2 separate regions of the Sparus aurata genome follow, and region 1 is linked to region 2. The links are chromatin contacts, called in public Hi-C maps. All regions are on one chromosome and are shown on one strand. The core of a region is the stretch at or near the end of the contact, and the rest is flanking DNA. Distances in the headings are between cores, read along the strand shown. Region 1 holds the start of zhx2a (zinc fingers and homeoboxes 2a). Region 2 holds the start of has2 (hyaluronan synthase 2).

Region 1 (5,096 bases), core at 757-3,256, 150 kb before region 2:
CAACATTGACACATACACTGTGTTTAATGTGGATCAGTCAGGGTCAATATGAGCACCTACCAACCCAGGATTTTGGACAATTGTCTCTTCTGGTTGGTTCTACTGTAGATTCACATGCTGCCTAAATTATGGCAAATCTCCAAAAAGCAATAAAACTAAATTATGAAGGTGCTTGGACAGATTGATCGCTGCTCTGATGCTGACATGCAACGTTCAACCTACTTGGAAAGTCGACAGTGACTTTACGTAAACTTTACAGCCGGTAATAAACCTGTACAACGTATGACCCTGTACGAGCCCCATCATTTCACCACAGTGACAGAAAAAACCCCCCAGAAAACTAACTCGGAGGTTATATACATTGGCCTACATTTCAGGAGTGGAATGGCCCTTTCTTAAGAACGATGACACAGATAAAGGATTTTGAATGTGTATGTGTACGTTCATGCCATGTTTCACCCTCACGCTGTATTTATTTATGTTGATACCTCTCCTCAGTGACTTCACTAATGCCATCTTAAAGCTGTGCAGGACAACACAACTACATCAATCATGTAATCACTATCGAAGATGAAGAAGAAGAAGCAGAAGAAGAAGAAGAAGCAGAAGCAGAAGAAGCAGAAGAAGAAGGTTTTACTGGGTTAACTGGGGACACATCCCCTCTCCTGGTTGAAGCAGAGTGTGTTGGCTGGCTCACGCTGCCTACAGTCCGGGGGCACTGGGTTCATAAGCAAAGTTAATATTCTGAATAAGAAAACAACCACGCCTGACTTTCTTTTTTTTTTTTTTTTTTTTACAGCAGCTACAGGCCTGCTGCAAGGACAGGATATAAGTGAGCTCCTATGCTACAGCCCTGTGTGTGTGTGTGTTCATGCAGTATGAGCCGCGGTCTCGGAGGGGAGGAGGCATCAGCAGAGGTAACGTTACGCCTACATCACAAGAGTCGCGCAAATCAAAGTCTATAAACAACGCCGGAGTCCAAAAGTTGCGCTCGAACCCGAGCACCGCCGAACGCGAGCTGCTCCACCGGCGGCCGTGCGGACTTTTCGCCGCCGTTTCCGCCGGCCAACCCCGAGATGTGACAGAGGGGCGCAGAAAAACACTCTCCCCAAATGTTCCCCCTCTCGCCATCGACGTAACAACATGTCGGCAAAGGACGGCCATGTTTTGCTGGTTATGTCGACACGGGGAGGAGGAGGAGGAGGAAAAAAAAGTAGACACGATGTCTCTCCTCGGCCGCCCGCTCCCGCCGCGGTCACAACGTATCAAAGTGAAACTTGAACGCGGGGGAGAAAACGTCCAATTAACAACTTGGCGGACACATTGTGCGAGCACGCAGGTGTAAACGGCGAGGGGCAGGCAAAGTTCATGCGGCTAGACAAGTTAAAATATTTATGCTGAGGCGTGTGGGTGTTCTGGAGCCGAGCACAGGCTGAGCAAGGCGAGACAGAGGCACGGAAAATACACAACTACATGCAGTTTTAACTTGAGGGACTTTTGAGGGAGGAGGAAGAGGAGGAGGAGGAGGAGGGGGGCTCGTGCTCGAGCCGTTTGAAAAACAGAGGAAGAGTTGATCCGTTTCTTACCTGCCCACCGTTTTGGCGCGATGCTCAGGTGGTGCGGTGCGAGCCCGAGACGACTGGCGTGGACGAAGAACCGAGCCCGATCTGTTTTTTAAACACTCTCGCGGCGGTCCAATAGCCGAGCAGACAACAGGCGACAGGAAAGAAAAAATTGGCGATCACAAGGAGGATCTACGCCAAAAGCCACATGATCGCCGACGTCAGAGTACGTATTTGCATGCCGTACCGAAGCGCCGGTGTCCGTCCATAGCCGGTCCATGGTGCCGCGGCTGAGAAAAGTTCAGAAACAGGCGGAGGAAAGTGGAGCAACTCCGTGTCCCGGTGGCTCCATGAAGCGTGCCTGCTGGTGTAATAATGAATGAACGGCGCGTTGTTGCCGTCAAGTTGTTCCTGTGCTGATGCCTGCCTGCCTCTCTGCTCGCAGCTAATTGAATATTCAAGTATCAGAGGGGGGCGTTTGTTACCCCGAAGGTCCCGCCCCTCCCCCTGTCACCCCGCCCACCCCTCTTTCTCTCTCGGCCCCCCATCTCTCTCTCGCTCTCTCTCTCTCTCTCTCGCTCTCTCTCTCTCTCAGTGTGCATGTGAGGTGTGGATCTGCTGCAGTGCTTTTCCACAGTGGAGGTTGGCCTGCAGATAGGGGAGCCACAGCACATATCACCGCCTGTCACCACACACAGCAAACACTATGACATCTGGACCCACAAAGGTTAGTCTGGGGTCAGGTGATACTCAGGGTTCGTGTTGGTGAGAGATGTTGCCCTGACGTGACACTGGCTGCTCTGTGAGCTCACACACAACAGTGACCTCCACTGGATCTGCCTCAGAATTGATTCTGACCTTGGCTCATGCATGCATCACAGCCCCCATGTAGCCGCGATGGAGTCATGTACACAGTTTGTACTGCAGTGACGCTTCTGTAACGAGACTCAGGGGTCGTGTATGGAAAAATACCAGGTGACACAGAAAAGGGTTATCTTAATAAAGTGATGGGTGGGTTGTCGGAGAGGTCGGGGTGCAGGTTCAACCCCAGCACACTGACCCTTCGATGTATTTATTCTGTTGCTCAGTGACCCTTCAACAGCACTGATGTTCGCTGACATGTGGTCTCAGCTTTGCTGCAGTCCTTGGTTGACGGGTCTTTCTCTAGCCCTCAGGGAAAAAGCAAATGCATCAATATAACTTTGCAAATGTAGGCATGTCACTTAAAAATGAACGTGATGACAAATCTGCTGATTTCACTCTGGTTACTTAATGTGTTTTCTGGGTATGCAAGGTTTCAAGAGCACAAAACACGACTGTTTTATCTTAAAGAGGTCTAATTCAGTATTTCTCTTACGTTAAGTCGAGGGACTTGTGTGAGAAAAGAACAGTTGCAATCGGTGTTGCAGAGGCTGAGATGTGCTGACCTGTAGACCCTAAACACTGAATCCTGCACTTTACATGATGCACTTCAGTAGTGGGTCTTTTGCTTTGGTTTATTACACAGGCTTTCTTAAAAATGATAGTATCCTCTGGGTTAAACCAACCTTGATGTGTAAAATTGGTGGAGTGCCCCTTTAAGTTCACTTGGATCCAAAATCAGGCCTGCTCCTCTGGGTCTACTGCTGCTGCGCTGCATCGGATGCATCACATGTGGAGGATTACATAAAAGAGACTATAATTAAGTTATTTGTTGATTGAATTGAATATCATTGGTGCAAATTTGGCCATATATTTTGGCTGGATATAGCCACTGACATATTGGTTATTATAATAAATAAGGTAGTTGGTACCATTTAAAACCATCATACCAAGCTTGCTTATGTGTGTGTGTGTGTGTGTCATTATCAATATCATGTCTCTGTGTGAATGTTGAAAAATTCAGTTTTCTATTTGATGAAATAAAAAGATGATAAGAAAATAATTGAGTTTATCTTTTTATTAGATGTGTGTAGCTCTCTCTGCTGTCAAATTCTCTTGGCTAGATGAAAACAACTATATAAGGAAAGATGTAAATGGCATGTCCTGAACAATATTATGAGGGAAAAAGAAAGATCAAGAGCTGCGTATTCCTCCAGCCTTGTTTTGAAGGACTGCTTTACCTCAGGAATGTTTGACTGTGTAGTTCATGTTTTCATGTCTCTTCCGGACCCGACATCGAAGCCTCCAAAGAAAGTTTTAAATTATTAATATTCTCTGAAGAGTTTATGAAGTTGTCAGCTTGCCTGCTCTGATCCTTTTCCTCAAAATTATATTATAAATGAGTTAAAGTGATCAATCAATCCCTTAAATCTGAATGTCAGTTCACTGTTTTTCTTTCTGCCAGTTTAATCCTTCCGTGCTGTGGATCAGTCAGCTCTTATCTCCAATAGATGTTCTGATCCACAAAGATGCAGTGATGATCACACGGCCACACAGTTCACTCAATTTAGACCAACCTCTCCTTTGAAAGCCAAAGTAGTTTAGACTAGTTAGGACAAAATAACCACCTCATATTTCTCGTGCGTGATTTGTACATTAATCGGATGAAGTTAAAGGTGCAATACGTAAAAGACAGAGTTAAAACATACAAAAAATAACTAGACTTATTAACAGAAAGTAAAGAAATAATTGATGTTATGTTAAAAAATAAGATATCTGCTGAAGTTTGCATGCTAACCAGTTAGCCTTGGGCCTGAAAACCTCTTTGGTAAGCCAAAGCTGCCATGTTATCGGCAGCAATGTCTACAATCCTAAGGTAGTCAAGTTAGCAACAAGGCTAACTGAGCTAAAAAGCTAACAGTAGCTAACAGTCATGGATGGATAAACAACATACAGTTAGCTGCAAATTGTAGCTACTCTTAGCTCAGTAAAATGTGCAGTTAGCAATCCAGACTGGGAGCTATTTTTTAAATGAAAATGTTTGCACTTTGTACCTTTTTAAATGTAGCACACCAGTCTCTACAGTATGTGTGCACGGTGTAGTTTTAGTCATGGTCCAATATTGTGCTGAGTGAGTGAGGGAGGCTGACAGTGTTATCTTAGTGCACCTGCAAACACATGTCCAGAATAGAGATTTGGAAAAACAAAGATATGAAATTGCTTGTTTTGTGGCTAAAGGTCTTATCAAATATAACCAAGGCAAGCAATTATGAACCTGTGTTTAACCAGTTTTAGCCCCCTTTGACATTGGCTTTAAAGCCATATTATGTTTCAAACGGCTTCAAAAGCGTTTCGATGGTACAATGTCTTGTAATAAAGTGAATGGTGTCTCTGTCTCAGCCACTCTGCCGGTCCCAGCTGTCACTTGTCTCAGCATTATGTAACCTCAGTGAGAGGGTGGGATCAGTGTTACATACATGTTTACTTCAACACACAAGTTTTAAACACATTATATTCATGTGACATAATGTGTTTTTGGTCTAGTTAGCGCCTACATTACATCTTTGTTACAGAGCTGGGATTTGTCTGGGCTATTTTTCCCCATAACCATTTTATTTAAGATATATGAGGCTCACTGTGGTGCCAGTTTTCTGTTTGTCCACTGCCATTTCT
Region 2 (4,850 bases), core at 1,769-4,268:
CGGCTACGCTTTGGTTGAGGGGTGATGGTGGTGTCAGTGTGGGGGATTTGTGTTCAATCTCAGGCTGCCATACTGGATAAAGCAAAAGTAAAACAAACCTCAGATTGACTGTGTGACATTTATTGTGAACACAGGCCCACAGCTGAACTATACCTCCCAGGATAATTGCTCAATATATTCCCCAATGATCTGCTGCTGTTTCCTGCCTGTAGAGTCTCACAGTGGTAGACACAGTGCGTGTGTAGAGTTTATGTGTTCCCATATGGATATTCTGACAACACAATAGGTGTGTGGCGCAGTACGTCAAGTTCTATGGAAATGAACTTGACTTACAGCAATTTTCATTCTTAGCCTACAGGGTCTCGTGGCTACTGATAAATATTAGCGTCGACAGCAAAATGGCAACAAGAGCACAACTTTTATAATGTTGTTGGCATGTTCAGATTTGACCATTTGCTCCCATCTGCCCTCGCTGTTTCCTGAGGGAAATGCCCTGATACTCAAACAAGCAGATAAAGAAAAGTCCCAAATGACTTGATTGGACACCAAAATATATCTTACTGTCCTCCAAGTAGTATTTCGAAATGTGTACATTGCCATGGATGCTATTTATGTTCGGAAAATCTCCTTTAAGTACTCACTGAGGCCCTCATTTTGAAAGTTTCCCATGATGCCAGTGACACGTTTCTTCTACACCATGTTAACTCTACGTCCCCTTCCAGGAAGCCTTTAGGTCTGCACGTGATTGTGTATTTCCTTCTTTAAATAAATACTTGTAAATGAGCTCGTACAACAGTCAAGAAGCCAATAGTAGAGGTCTCATTTGGCTCCAAACAGTATGTGGCCCCTGTGACAATAATGACGCTCACCGACTGGTACAGTCAGGGGGAGACCCTCTGGAGCTTGGAAACAGTGTGTTTTTACAGCACCATACATAAACAATGCAGGTCTACAGGGGGTTTCCTACAGGCCCCGTTTCCATTCATCACCTGAACTTGTATACACTCACGTTCTGAACGTGATGTTTTACAAACAGGACGCTTATCATGTGAGTCTGTAAGAAATATGACGTCGTTACGAGGAAAACCATTTGGGTTCAAGTTCATATTGTCCAGATCAGTCATTTTTATTCATAGAGCTCATAACTACAGCACACAAGTTCACCTCAACGGGCTTCAGAATGTATACAAGACTCAATTCGGGTGAAGGGACATTTGATTTCAAAGTCATGATCATCAATTCAACAAAGTGAAGTCACACACACACTGACCTCTTCAACCTATCGCTGTTGTATCATTGAATGCTCACCTTTAAGCAGCGGAAATACACTTTACATGTAGATTCAAGGGCGTCACTTTGTGTTGCGTCTTCAACATATGCAATTTGCAACAGTGCAATGAGGGGGTTTAATGAGGTCAGTAGATAATTATTGCGGGAGGCAACAAATTTGGTCTCGTTTGAGTCGCCATTTCTTGGTGCAAGCAACTTTTTAGCACTAGTGTTGCTTGCAGCATGTCAGCATCCAGAGTGTGAATGACACCTATGTGTAGATATAATTTGAAACCATTTGGTGGGTTTTTTTTCATTATTTGTGTCACTTAAACAATGAGATTACTTTCACCTTGTTTTATCATTTTTCAGTGAAACAAGGAGTCGACACAGGCCTATGTTCAAATTAGTGTCATCATATGTATTGATATATATATTTAATAATGTCCTGCAGTGTATATTTCAACTTATCAAATGATATATTTTAAATTATTTTCTAAAAATACCATATATTTAAAAAGAAATACAAAACATAACCTTGTCAATTATGCTAAATATATTTAAGTCATATGTTTTTAAATACATATCAGTATATCACTTGTAGTATTTGAATGTACAGTTATCATATTAACATGTATTTTTGATATATTACAATATGCAGTACGCTTGTTCCGTATCTTAAATCCTCAAATGTGCATTAACCGATTTGATCCAAAGTGAAGATGCGAGAGTAAAAATCCTTCAATGAGCAGAACAGACTGACTGGGTTCACGCATACACTAATGTTCTGAGATAACCATGTATTCCCAAAAACATCAGCTTTTCATAAACCGAGGAAATCACCCCTGTTTTCAGCTCGATGGCTTTTTGAGACATTCAAATGAAAATTTTCTTTGCACACCGTGAAGAACATTTACTCCTCCAGGTTATCCAAATAATTAAAATTCACCATATTTGGAGACGTGTGGTTTCCACTGGACAACAATGCCTTTGTTTCCTAACCATAGACTTTTCCAGGTATTGCGGAGGAGTTCCTGATAATGACGCCAAACGCTTCGTGACTCACGGTGGCCGGACTAACGAGTCCTGATTTTTAGTCGGATACTCCCTTTAGATTGCCTTTCAGGAGGAGCTACTGTACATTGTAGTGCCTGCTGACCCTCTGTTCTGCATCACACAGCACTGCCTGCTGGACAAAGTTGGGAACTGCTGAACTAGCGAATCAATGAAATGACTGAAATTCCATAACATCCAAACTCTGGCTTCCACGTGCCTATGTGCGCCTCTTGACTGTAGATGACTGTACAGATTCGCATGCTGCTTCCAGCTGTTCTCTCAGTGTGTAACTTCTCTGTGGACGATTTTCTCTTAATCATATGAATAATTCTCAATATGAGGCAACATTTACAGGCTTGATGTAAAGATCAGACCTGGGGCCAGTTGTCACACTGTATACAGGCTAATTGAAGACTAAACGTGTAGGTTTCACTGCCTCTCAGAAACATGCCATATTCCTGCTCTGAATGGGGGCATGGACATCCAACCTCTCTCTCTCTCTCTCTCTCTCCTACCTCAGGAGTTTGAATGAGTTTGGATGAGTGAGTCTCTCTCTCTCTCTCTCTCTCTCTCTCTCTCTCTCTCTCTCTCTCTTCTCCTCTCTGTCGCTCCTCCTCATGCCCCCCAAACCATCCCCTCTTATTAAAACAACACGCCAATCTGTTGCAGCCCGGTAAAAGGGGTTTGGGAGCCGCAGCAGCCATAAAGGAGACTCCGCACACACACAGCCGTCTGGAAGGCATTAGACAGCAGCGGCACAGAGACTTTTTGGCCACTTCTCTGCGCTCTGTGTAACCTGGATGCTCGGGGAAACTAGACATACTTACCTACACGCCCCTCAAGAACCCAAAAAGGTCTGACTCAGATTTGTTAGGAGTCACTGCTGGAAACTTTTTTTTTTCTTCATCTTCTTCTTCTATGTCAATATGATTGACGCTGACAAAGTTGATGGCTTTTTTTGTTCGTTGTAACTTTTAGAAACTTTTAAACAATGAATGAAACTGTCAGAAGTTGATGGAGAAAGATGTTTATCATCCTCGCGTAGCTCCTTTTTTATGTATACTTTTTTACATGAATGATGCCAAAGATGACTGACACGATGCTTGTGTTTGTACACCTCAGATGCCTGCGGTGCACAGTTAATGACCGCAGACAGACTGTTGAGAACTAGAGAAGGCGAGAATATTCTTGAGCTCATCCAGCTGAGCAAACTGACAAGGAGCCTGCGCGAGTCTTATTTCATTTTTTTTCCTGATTAATGAGGACCAATTTCAGCGGATTCATGAGACTCAAACAAGTGTCCTCTGAAACTTTGTCGAGACTTTTTCTCCCTGTGGAGCGGTACCAGAGCCGCCGGAGTTGACCGCATCCTTTCTCAAGGACGAACGAGAGGAGAACAGCTGATTCAAGGTAGGCGGCCAATGGCCATTTGGTCTGGTGACGACGCAGCCTGCTGACAGACAGTGATAGATGTTGCATCAGAAGACTGTAGTGGTTAAGACGCTAATTAATTATTTTTAAACTCGCCAAACTCTCGCTTAACACAACTATGACGAGGTTTCCGTCATACTTTAAATAATATGGTTGCTGTGCAATATTTAAGCTCTGTAAAGGAAGTGATGCATTAAATTTGGGTTCATGCCAGCTGTCACTAGCGTAGCTTTTCGTCTTCATGCGTCTTAACGCGCCCTGCGTAAAAACGCGGATATCTTGTACGGAACGTTTGAAGTTGACAATAAATTGCGATATTTCATTGCGATCATTTAAAATGTTATTACTTAAAAAATAAGAAAACATGTGTCTCAAAAATGTAATTTGTCCAAACTTGCATGAAAGTATGCAATCCTCCTTTTCCAGATGTGCCAGCTTTGCGAAATTCGCCAGGATAACTTCACACAGTCTTTGCTGAGCCAGTTATTGTACCCTGAGAATAAACTAAATTGATGACGTTACAAGCCGTACGTCATCCTTTCAGATTCGTGAGCCAATGGGACCGCTGGATTTGGGCACGTTCAGGAGTGCCTCATGGTCCAAGGGCGTAATTTGATGCCCGGTGTGAAAGATCGCTCTTTACGCACACGGTGTTCAAGAGTAAATTAGGAAATATTTCTCAATGTATTGCTGTTTGCTAAGTAATGGCATCAGAAGTGTACTTTATTGAAATACTTAGCAGTGAATCCAGCCCCTCCCAAGTTCAGACCAGTGCCGTCCATGAAATGCATGCAAACATGACTAAAAGCAGGTGCCACTTGAACAGCGAGCCCTCAGAACATAGGCTAATGATTACAGATGTCTTGCAAGCTGTTGGCATTATAACTTCCACATATGCACCCCTACTCAAACACATTTCAGACAAATACCCGAATGCAAATGAACATCTGTCACACTCCTCTGACATACTCTCTTCCTCTACCCGCCCACTCGGACCCATCAATGTGCAGATAGACATAAAAGCCCACGCAAGGAATGCCCATCTGTGAGTTGGTTGTGGAAGCTTTCCTGTCATTTACCAATGATATACAGTA

What was found. A called contact is a pair of places that touch in the nucleus more often than the background predicts.
Region 1: a Hi-C map of an unstated tissue shows a contact between it and region 2, with 11 times the contacts expected there. The contact joins the promoter of zhx2a here to the promoter of has2 in region 2. A contact is called at or near these places in 2 of 2 Hi-C or Micro-C datasets (skeletal muscle and an unstated tissue).

What each region holds. Positions count from the first base shown.
Region 1 is chr17:13,099,077-13,104,172 of fSpaAur1.1, reverse strand. zhx2a (zinc fingers and homeoboxes 2a) reads right to left here and starts at 2,006. Exons shown (of 13, transcript XM_030393506.1): 1 at 1,587-2,006.
Region 2 is chr17:12,948,088-12,952,937 of fSpaAur1.1, reverse strand. has2 (hyaluronan synthase 2) reads left to right here and starts at 3,018. Exons shown (of 4, transcript XM_030392695.1): 1 at 3,018-3,735.